Regions from separate parts of the Gossypium hirsutum genome. Here regions 1 and 2 are each linked to region 3. A link is a contact called in public Hi-C data. All regions are on one chromosome and are shown on one strand. Each heading gives the region's core, a stretch centred on a gene start, on an enhancer-like site or on the middle of the called end of the contact. The rest is flanking DNA. Distances are from core to core; before and after follow the strand shown. Region 1 holds the start of LOC107917986 (elongation factor 1-alpha-like). Region 2 holds the start of LOC107917982 (ganglioside-induced differentiation-associated protein 2). Region 3 has its middle 14 kb from the start of LOC107917984.

Region 1 (2,953 bases), core at 409-2,908, 85 kb after region 3:
GCGGGCATCTCACATTAAAATATATCATTTTGTAACTTAAATTAGCTCTAGTAAGAATGAAGTTTCGTAAAAATTTTGATTTTAATACAATAAAAATGATTTTAGTTATTTTATATATTGTTATACAAAAACATTACATAAATACAAAAATATATTATATTTCTTCTCCATTTTTATTTTCCTCTTTTTTCACTTACATTTTCGATAAATTTAAAAAAAAGTTAATTTTAACCAAATTAAAAGATTTGTACATGGCAATGAAATTTTTTTCTAATAAAGATATACAATTTTATATTTATTTATTGCTTGTTCTAAAAAAAATTTATAGTTGTGTTTATGATACCTTTTAAAAAATAAATGTGAAATTTATTATTTTTAATTTATGTAATTATACTAAATGATTTTATAAATTTAAATTTTTATTAATCAATTATATATTTGATTATTATTATTTTGATAAAACTTCTAAAAGATATATCTAAGTTAACTAATAGTTAATTACAATTACTTTTTATAATAATAGTAATATACTAATAAATCATATTAAAACGTCGGATTTTATAATATAATAAACAAATGATATTTTTACAATTTCTCAAAATTATTCAAACTCATTAAATCTTAAAAAAAATAAAGTTCAATAAATATTAACTAAAATTTTATATTCATATTAAATTGCACTTATATTATTTAAACTATTAAAATTTATCGATGAATAATATCTTATTATAAAATATTTTAATTATTTTATTTTACGTGAAATAAATAAATAAAATTAATTGTATAATCCTTTTTGAAATAATTAAATGTGTCATTTTAGTTAATAAATAAGTGGAATACAAAATGACGACGTTTCGCCTGTAGTTTGGATGCACTTAGTATCCACGGAATTCCCAGAGAACCCCCGGCTTTGACTGCAGTCAATGAAACGAAATACAAGGACAATTTCGTAAAACTATCGTAATTGAATCTCCTTGTGTAACCCTAACCCTAGCTCTTGTTGCTTTTGCTCAATATATATAGCAGGCAGAGCCCTTAGTTCTTAACCAGTTCTTCATTTTCATTTTCTTGTTCCTTCCTTCGCCGTCTATTGCTTTTAGTTGCCTCGATTTCAAGGTTAGTAGTCTCTCATCCCATTTTCCCTTCTGTTCTTCTATTATTTTATCTAAGATAATGATATGAGGCTTTGTTTATATGTGTAGATGGATTCCTTTTGTGTTGAAATTTGTGATTTGTATGTTGATTTCAATCTTTATTTGAGATTCGATTTTTGTTTTCTCTTTCAATGTTGATTTCGGGACAGATCTTGTTTTTTTTGGATTGAATCTAAGATAATAATGTGATCTGAAATTATTTTTCTGTATATTTTGTTTACTTATTTTTCGGGATGACACTGTTTGCCTTGGTTACAATATTGTCTTCTCAGCGTCTTTTTTATTATTATTCAGCATAACCTTAGTTGAGACCATGTCTTTCTTCATCTCTGACTTATTAATTTGAATCAGCGTAGCTCTGAGTTTAGAGATTTGCTTTCTGGCAGTTTTTAAAATATTTACATTTATGATCCATGTGAAATTTCATATGTACGTTTTTTTGAAAATATTTTGATTCAACTGTTCCCCTCTTTTTGTTTTCGTGGTTCTGTACAGTGAATCAGAATGGGTAAGGAAAAGACTCACATTAACATTGTGGTCATCGGCCACGTCGATTCTGGGAAATCAACCACCACTGGCCACCTGATTTACAAGCTTGGTGGTATTGACAAGCGTGTGATTGAAAGGTTCGAGAAAGAAGCTGCTGAGATGAACAAGAGGTCATTCAAGTATGCTTGGGTGCTTGACAAGCTCAAGGCTGAGCGTGAGCGTGGTATCACCATTGATATTGCCTTGTGGAAATTTGAGACCACCAAATACTACTGCACTGTGATTGATGCACCTGGACACCGTGACTTTATCAAGAATATGATTACTGGTACGTCACAGGCTGACTGTGCTGTTTTGATTATTGATTCCACCACTGGTGGTTTTGAGGCTGGTATCTCAAAGGATGGTCAGACTCGTGAGCACGCATTGCTTGCTTTTACCCTTGGTGTCAAGCAAATGATTTGCTGTTGCAACAAGGTAAAAATCATTATCTGTTTTCATTTCGTGTTATTGAGATACTTCAAAGCTAATTTTTGTTGTGCTAATTTTTTTCTTTATAGATGGATGCCACTACCCCTAAATACTCGAAGGCTAGGTATGATGAAATTGTGAAGGAAGTCTCTTCCTACTTGAAGAAGGTGGGATACAACCCTGACAAGATTCCATTTGTTCCCATTTCTGGTTTTGAGGGTGACAACATGATTGAGAGGTCTACCAACTTGGACTGGTACAAGGGCCCTACTCTTCTTGAGGCTCTTGACCAGATCAACGAGCCCAAGAGGCCTTCAGACAAGCCTCTCCGTCTCCCACTTCAGGATGTGTACAAGATTGGTGGTATTGGAACTGTTCCAGTCGGCCGTGTTGAAACCGGTGTCTTGAAGCCTGGTATGGTTGTGACCTTTGGCCCGTCTGGTCTGACAACTGAAGTTAAGTCAGTTGAGATGCACCATGAAGCTCTTACAGAAGCACTTCCCGGTGATAATGTTGGGTTCAATGTTAAAAACGTTGCTGTTAAGGATCTCAAGCGTGGTTTTGTTGCATCCAACTCCAAGGATGACCCTGCTAAGGAGGCTGCCAACTTCACTTCTCAGGTCATCATTATGAACCACCCTGGACAAATTGGAAATGGATATGCCCCAGTCCTTGACTGCCACACGTCACACATTGCTGTTAAGTTTGCTGAGCTTTTGACCAAGATTGACAGGCGATCTGGTAAGGAGCTTGAGAAGGAACCCAAGTTCTTGAAGAACGGTGATGCTGGTATGATTAAGATGATTCCTACCAAGCCCATGGTTGTGGAGACCTTCTCT
Region 2 (2,777 bases), core at 115-2,614, 120 kb before region 3:
ACTTGTTATAGGCAGAGGCCTAGATGAGGAATGCTGTAGGATGCCATTAGCAATTCAACATACGTATACTTCATTGAGGATCTTTTTCATATTTAACAGTTTGATTTTATCCATTTTGCCGAATAGATTTTTTGATCACTCAGTTGCTCACTCTGCCAATGACGTCTTAAGGTTCCATTTACAAACTCCCATTTTATACAATATGAACACCAAAACTCCTCTATCAAAAAGCAAAACCCATAACGTATCAACTACAAATCTAAAGTTTCAACCTTTCAGCACGGGCTTAAAGCTTAAGCTATGCACCTCATAGAGTACATCGAAATAGGATCCATGGAGGGCGGCTCAGTGTAAACTCTAGGGTGGTCGCTCTCTAACCCATAGTCCATCATGGGATGGTACTCCAGCTCTTCATCATGATCATGCACAAAGTCTGGTATTTTCATCTCCAACCTCCTCACATGGTCCCATAGAAAGTCAAGCCTACTCACGTATTTAAGTTTAGAATACAACCTGCCATTCAATTCAATCATTCATTACATTTACCTTTAAAATGACCCTTCAACTAAAAGGTGGATGAGGATGGACAATAAAGACGGAAAAAAAGCACTATGGGTATTGTTATCCTTTATCATTATCAATTTATCATCCTTTTTCAGTGGCTAAAGTGGGTCAGAGGGGGGTGGCTTTGTTATCCTAGTTTGAAATTTTATAATTTTATAAAAAATCGAAATAGACCTTCACCAACTAATCAGAAAGAAAACAAAAAGGGGAAGAAGCCCTCACTCACCCTCCGTCGAAAAACAAACGGCCAAAGGTGGCAAGGAAAAGTCTGGCCTGTAATCCAGGATGCAAGAAATAAACAAACTCGAGATTGTTCTTGAGGTTCATCGGAATAGCATCGTAGACTGATCGAAGAACTGATATTCCAGGAAAATTTTCACTCTTTTGAACATCTGTATGTACATACACCACCGAGAACGGTTTTGCCCCTAATTTGGGGTAAATCGTTTCTTCTAAATACTTCTTCAGAACCTCACTACTAACCATGCGAGCTGTTACAAAACCCCAATTAAAAAACATAATTAAGAAAAAAAATGGTCAGAAAACTGCAAAAAAAAAACCAAGAAAGGTACCAGGAAAGTATTTGCCGATGATGAGAAGAACATTACGACCGCGTTTATCTCTGCCTTTGACGTTGAAGACATCGAGTTTTTCCAAGAGATGTTGTTGTTGACATTGGGAGAGAGTGAAAGAGGATGAGATGTTACTCATGACTGGCGGCTTGTTTGTTTGCTGAGAATTTAAAAAAGTGTTGGGTAAATGCGGAAGAAGAGAGCAGGTTTTATATAGGAAAGAGAAGAGGGGGGGGGGGGGGGCCGTTATCCTTAACGTGAGTTTTTCACGCGACAGATCGGGTTATGAAGACGGTATATTCCCAAGAATCTTCCGTTTTGGATATAAGTGAGTCTGTCTTAACTCGGTGGAGTTGTGATTTGAGTCACTGACACGTTTGGGTCCACCAGCCTCCATGGTTCTATCTGGACTTTCCTACTGCCTCGGTTTAACGTTAATTACACCTTAATTTTTGTGATTTATACCAAGTCAATCCTCTTTGCAGTATAACGCAATAATTAGAAGGAATAAATTAACTAATCTAATTTTATCTGTTAATCGATTTTTAAAATTTAAAATTTACGTTTTATAGTTTTAAATCTATAATATTTATTTTTATGTTATAAATTATTAAATTAACTAGAATTAAAACTCAATTTGAATAAGGATAATTTTTTATTTTTTGAAAGCCATTTTTTCTAAAACAATTGAAAATATATTTGAACCGAATTTAACACTTGCAGTTTGAAACCATATTTTAGTTTTTTTCAATATTTTCACAACCTTAATTATAATATCGAAAGGGAAATAAAATCACAAATAAATTGTATTAACACTTCTTCCAATGTTTGGAAGTCCTATCAAGTGGAGAATCTAGGTTTGCAAGGGTCAGCCCGTAAAATATAAAATTATTATTTAAGTCCTTTAATTTTTTTAAAAAATTTAAATTAATAAAGATAAAATTATACTTTACCCCCTTAAAATTATAAAAGTTCAATTTAATCCTTTAAAATTATAAAGATATAAATTATAAAAAATTAAAATTTCATTTGATCCCCTTAAAAAATTCTTCTAGCTTCGCCCCTGGTCTTATCAAATCCCTATAGTAAATTTAAATAGGGTAAATTAATTAAATTTTTGTTTTATCAATTAATTAAAATATATTGTAATTTGGTCACTGAATTATTCAAAAATTTCCATTTAAGTTATCGAACTATTCAAAAGTTTTTATTTAAGTTACTAAGTTATTAAGTTTGTTTATTTTAAAAAAAGCTCCGCCAACAAGCTCCAAGCAACAATTCGACATTTCAACAAGTAAAACATATCTTATATCCAAGTCATTCTGACAGTCAGTGTTGGAGATTAGAGAAAGAATAATTTTGAAATTTAGTTCATAAATTTATGGCGCCCAAAGTTATTTTATAGAAAAAAAATTGAACTATAAAATAGAAGAGAAAAAAAAAGCTTTCGATTTATGCAGATAGTGCAAACAAAGAAAGCCATGTAGCATCAATTTTAATAGTCCAGTAAACGAAAACTTTCAAATAGTCTAATGACCAAATTATAACTCTTTTTAATTAAGTGACAAAATAAAAATTTATCCATAATTTAGCAACTAATGGTGTACATTACCTATTTAAATAAAGCTCATTCCAACATTT
Region 3 (2,919 bases), core at 214-2,713:
TGCTATATATAAAGTGGTTGATTGAGTTAATATCACGAGTCAACTCAATACCAACTCAGCTGTAAAATTACTAAAGGATAATCATTATTATTATAAAAGTAATTTTCCATCTTTTCATCCTTTTATATAATTTTTAAATAAAATCATTAATTGGGAATCAAATACAAAATCACGTCACTTTATTAATAATATTTTTTATTATTTAAAAATATATTATTTTAATATAAAATATTTTAATTCACTCTTACCGTAAATATGACGATTCTCATTATAGAAACCAGAAATTCCAAGTTGAACAAAGTCCCTGATAGGTCCCATCTATATGCTATGGATAGAATATTTGTACAATAGTTAATCAAATCCTCTTCTTTTTTTTTTCTTTTCTTTTTATTATCATGAAATTATTTTATTATAAATAATATTATTTTAGATTTATTTTTCAATTTTTTAATAAAATGAAATCATATAATTTATATAAAATTAGGTTGTTTTTGTTTGATTACAAATTATTTTTGAAAAATAATTTTTTTTTTGGAAAAGTTAACTTATATAATATTTCTAACATTACAATGATTTTAGGTAAAATAATTTTTTTATCGGTAAATTTTTCTAAAGCAATTTTTGAAAGTTGTTTTTCTATGAAACAAATATAAATATAAATTATATTTGTTACTAAATATTATATAATTATTTTCTCAAAATTTATTTTATAATAAGATATTAGTTATTAAATAACTAATATCCTATATAGATTTAATAATAATTAATGTATAATTAAAATTTAATTAGAAATTGTATATATTACATATATGAAAGTGTATAGTAACACATTAAATTTAGAGGGAATAAATAAAGTTAAGCAATATTTAAATATATACTAATATTTTATAGTATAAAACATTTATTACTCTTAAAAAAATTTATTTATCAATGTTAAATTTTTATTATTAAAATAAGATTATAATATTAAATAATTTTTTATACAAATACCTAAAATACCAAATCTCAAATCCTTCAACAAAACCACCCAATTGATGGTCATTGGTGCATCTGACTAACTTTGCTGGCATACAATTTGACCAGAGGCCAATTTTTGGATAGCAACCATGGCTGCTCAGTGTTACAGTGTACATTCTGATAGTACAATTGATCAGTAACAACTACTTGTTATACAATTTGATTTACTCTCCAATCAAGAGATAGTCATGTCAATTGCTTGAGCCGTTGTGAACTTCAACTTCCCTGGAATCATGGTTTGCAACATGCCCTTACATTGGTTATAACAATTTAAGGTGGTGTTATGTTGTAGCAAAATATGAACTTTGACCCTCAAGCCTGCAATTTTCTTGAGTTTCAAAGTTACAACTAGAAACTAAACCCAAATGGTTCATTTCATACAAGCCCAATCGATTTCAGTCTAGGAGATTTTTAGATATCTAAACTCTCGGGTCTGAATAGTAACCTTAAAATGATTGCTACTGCACAAAGGGCAACCATACTCAAAGGGCTCAAATATCATACCCAATTATAATACAAGACATGAAAAAAACGAAATACGTAGATAAAAGTGAACCCAAAAAGAAAAAACCAAAAACTAGAGTTTAGCATATTTGATCGATTAGAATTTTACATCACATCCTAATCCCATATTCACTTTTTTTCTTAAACAATTTAAAAGGTTTGTTTATCCGCCTAAACTTGAAGATCTACTCAAAATATGAGAAAATTTAGATAAAAATATAAGCTCGAAAAATAAGTTTAGACAAAAAATAAGGCTCATTTTCTAAATGGGTAGGCTTTGGGTAAGATTTTTTTGCTTGAGCTTGACTCGAATCTGTTGTTTTATTATTGTTTTGCTACCATTTTGCTATTATATTGCAATTACTTTGTTATTATTGTTTGGATATTATTTAACTTTTATTTTATTGTTAATTTTGTTACTATTTTAGAGACATTTTCTTGTTAAGTTGCCACTATCTTTGTTTTTAATTTATTGGAAAACATTTATTTTAATGTTTTTAGTGTACTTAATGTATTATATTTTTTAAAAAAACTTTTTTTATGTAAAATAATAATAAAAAATTAATACGAGTGGACTACACTTGAGTTTAGTATTTTTAATATGGATTGGGCTTGGGTAGAATTTTAGTTCTATTTTTCAGGCTAAACCAAGTCTGAGCATAAAAAACTGATCTAAAATTTCGTATTGACTCAGTCCGAATACAACTTGACCTAGCCCAAGCTTAGAAAACAGAACTGAAATTTTGTATTGGCTCAGTCTAAACCCGACTTGTCCCATGAACCGAGAGAACTTCTAAAGGGAGTTTAATGGCTGCCGTCACAAATTTCTTAACTAAGCCACCTAGTTCTCATCTTCGTTTCATCCGCAAAACCACTTACCTTAGCTCCCATGGTTCCCTTCTGCCATCTTTTGTTTAGAGGCCGAGACCTTTTTCAATAAAATTACTCGAACCTAGCAAATCCCCTCGCTTTATTACCAAGGCAACGACTGCCTCTGGAACTAAGAAAGCCCCTAATGATGAGAGAGTAAAGCATGTTAATAGCTTGATGGATGTCATGCTCCAAATTTTGTAATTTCTAGGTTTAATTATGTTAACTACAATAATCTATTTTAATGGTTAAATGCTTTAGATGTTGTTTGAGGTTTTGTGTTTAAATGCTCTCTTTTGAATTTTTATTATTTTTATGCTTTCATTTAGGTTATATTTTGTTCTCGTTAGTTCATTGATAAGAATAAATTTATTAGTTCAATGATAAAATTTTAGTTTAATTAAAGGTCCCAAGTTTAAATATAACAATGCTCAAAATGAAATTAATTTTATTCCCTCTTGTTGTGCCGCCCATAATAGTAGATTGTTGATTAAATTCAAATTCATTAATAATTAGGATTGAATAAGT

Evidence for each region. Hi-C and Micro-C count contacts between places; a contact is called where the count stands out from the background.
Region 1: a Hi-C map of leaf shows a contact between it and region 3, with 2.5 times the contacts expected there. The contact joins the promoter of LOC107917986 here to the enhancer-like site in region 3. A contact is called at or near these places in 5 of 34 Hi-C or Micro-C datasets (all in leaf).
Region 2: a Hi-C map of leaf shows a contact between it and region 3, with 4 times the contacts expected there. The contact joins the promoter of LOC107917982 here to the enhancer-like site in region 3. A contact is called at or near these places in 7 of 34 Hi-C or Micro-C datasets (callus and leaf).

The regions. Positions count from the first base shown.
Region 1 is chrA01:21,359,762-21,362,714 of Gossypium_hirsutum_v2.1, forward strand. LOC107917986 (elongation factor 1-alpha-like) reads left to right here and starts at 1,659. Exons shown (of 2, transcript NM_001327146.1): 1 at 1,659-2,120; 2 at 2,204-2,953. The coding sequence starts at 1,659.
Region 2 is chrA01:21,155,249-21,158,025 of Gossypium_hirsutum_v2.1, forward strand. It overlaps LOC107917982 (ganglioside-induced differentiation-associated protein 2), which reads right to left and starts at 1,365. Exons shown (of 3, transcript XM_016847446.2): 1 at 1,137-1,365; 2 at 791-1,055; 3 at 47-513. The coding sequence starts at 1,275. The coding sequence ends at 294.
Region 3 is chrA01:21,274,553-21,277,471 of Gossypium_hirsutum_v2.1, forward strand. No RefSeq gene overlaps it. Among protein-coding and RNA genes, the nearest start is that of LOC107917984, 14 kb to the right of the region's middle. Within about 2 kb of position 1,464, at least 6 of the 9 cell types and tissues checked have an H3K27ac peak or open chromatin away from gene starts, as enhancers often do. A contact at or near this core is called in leaf, where this site is marked.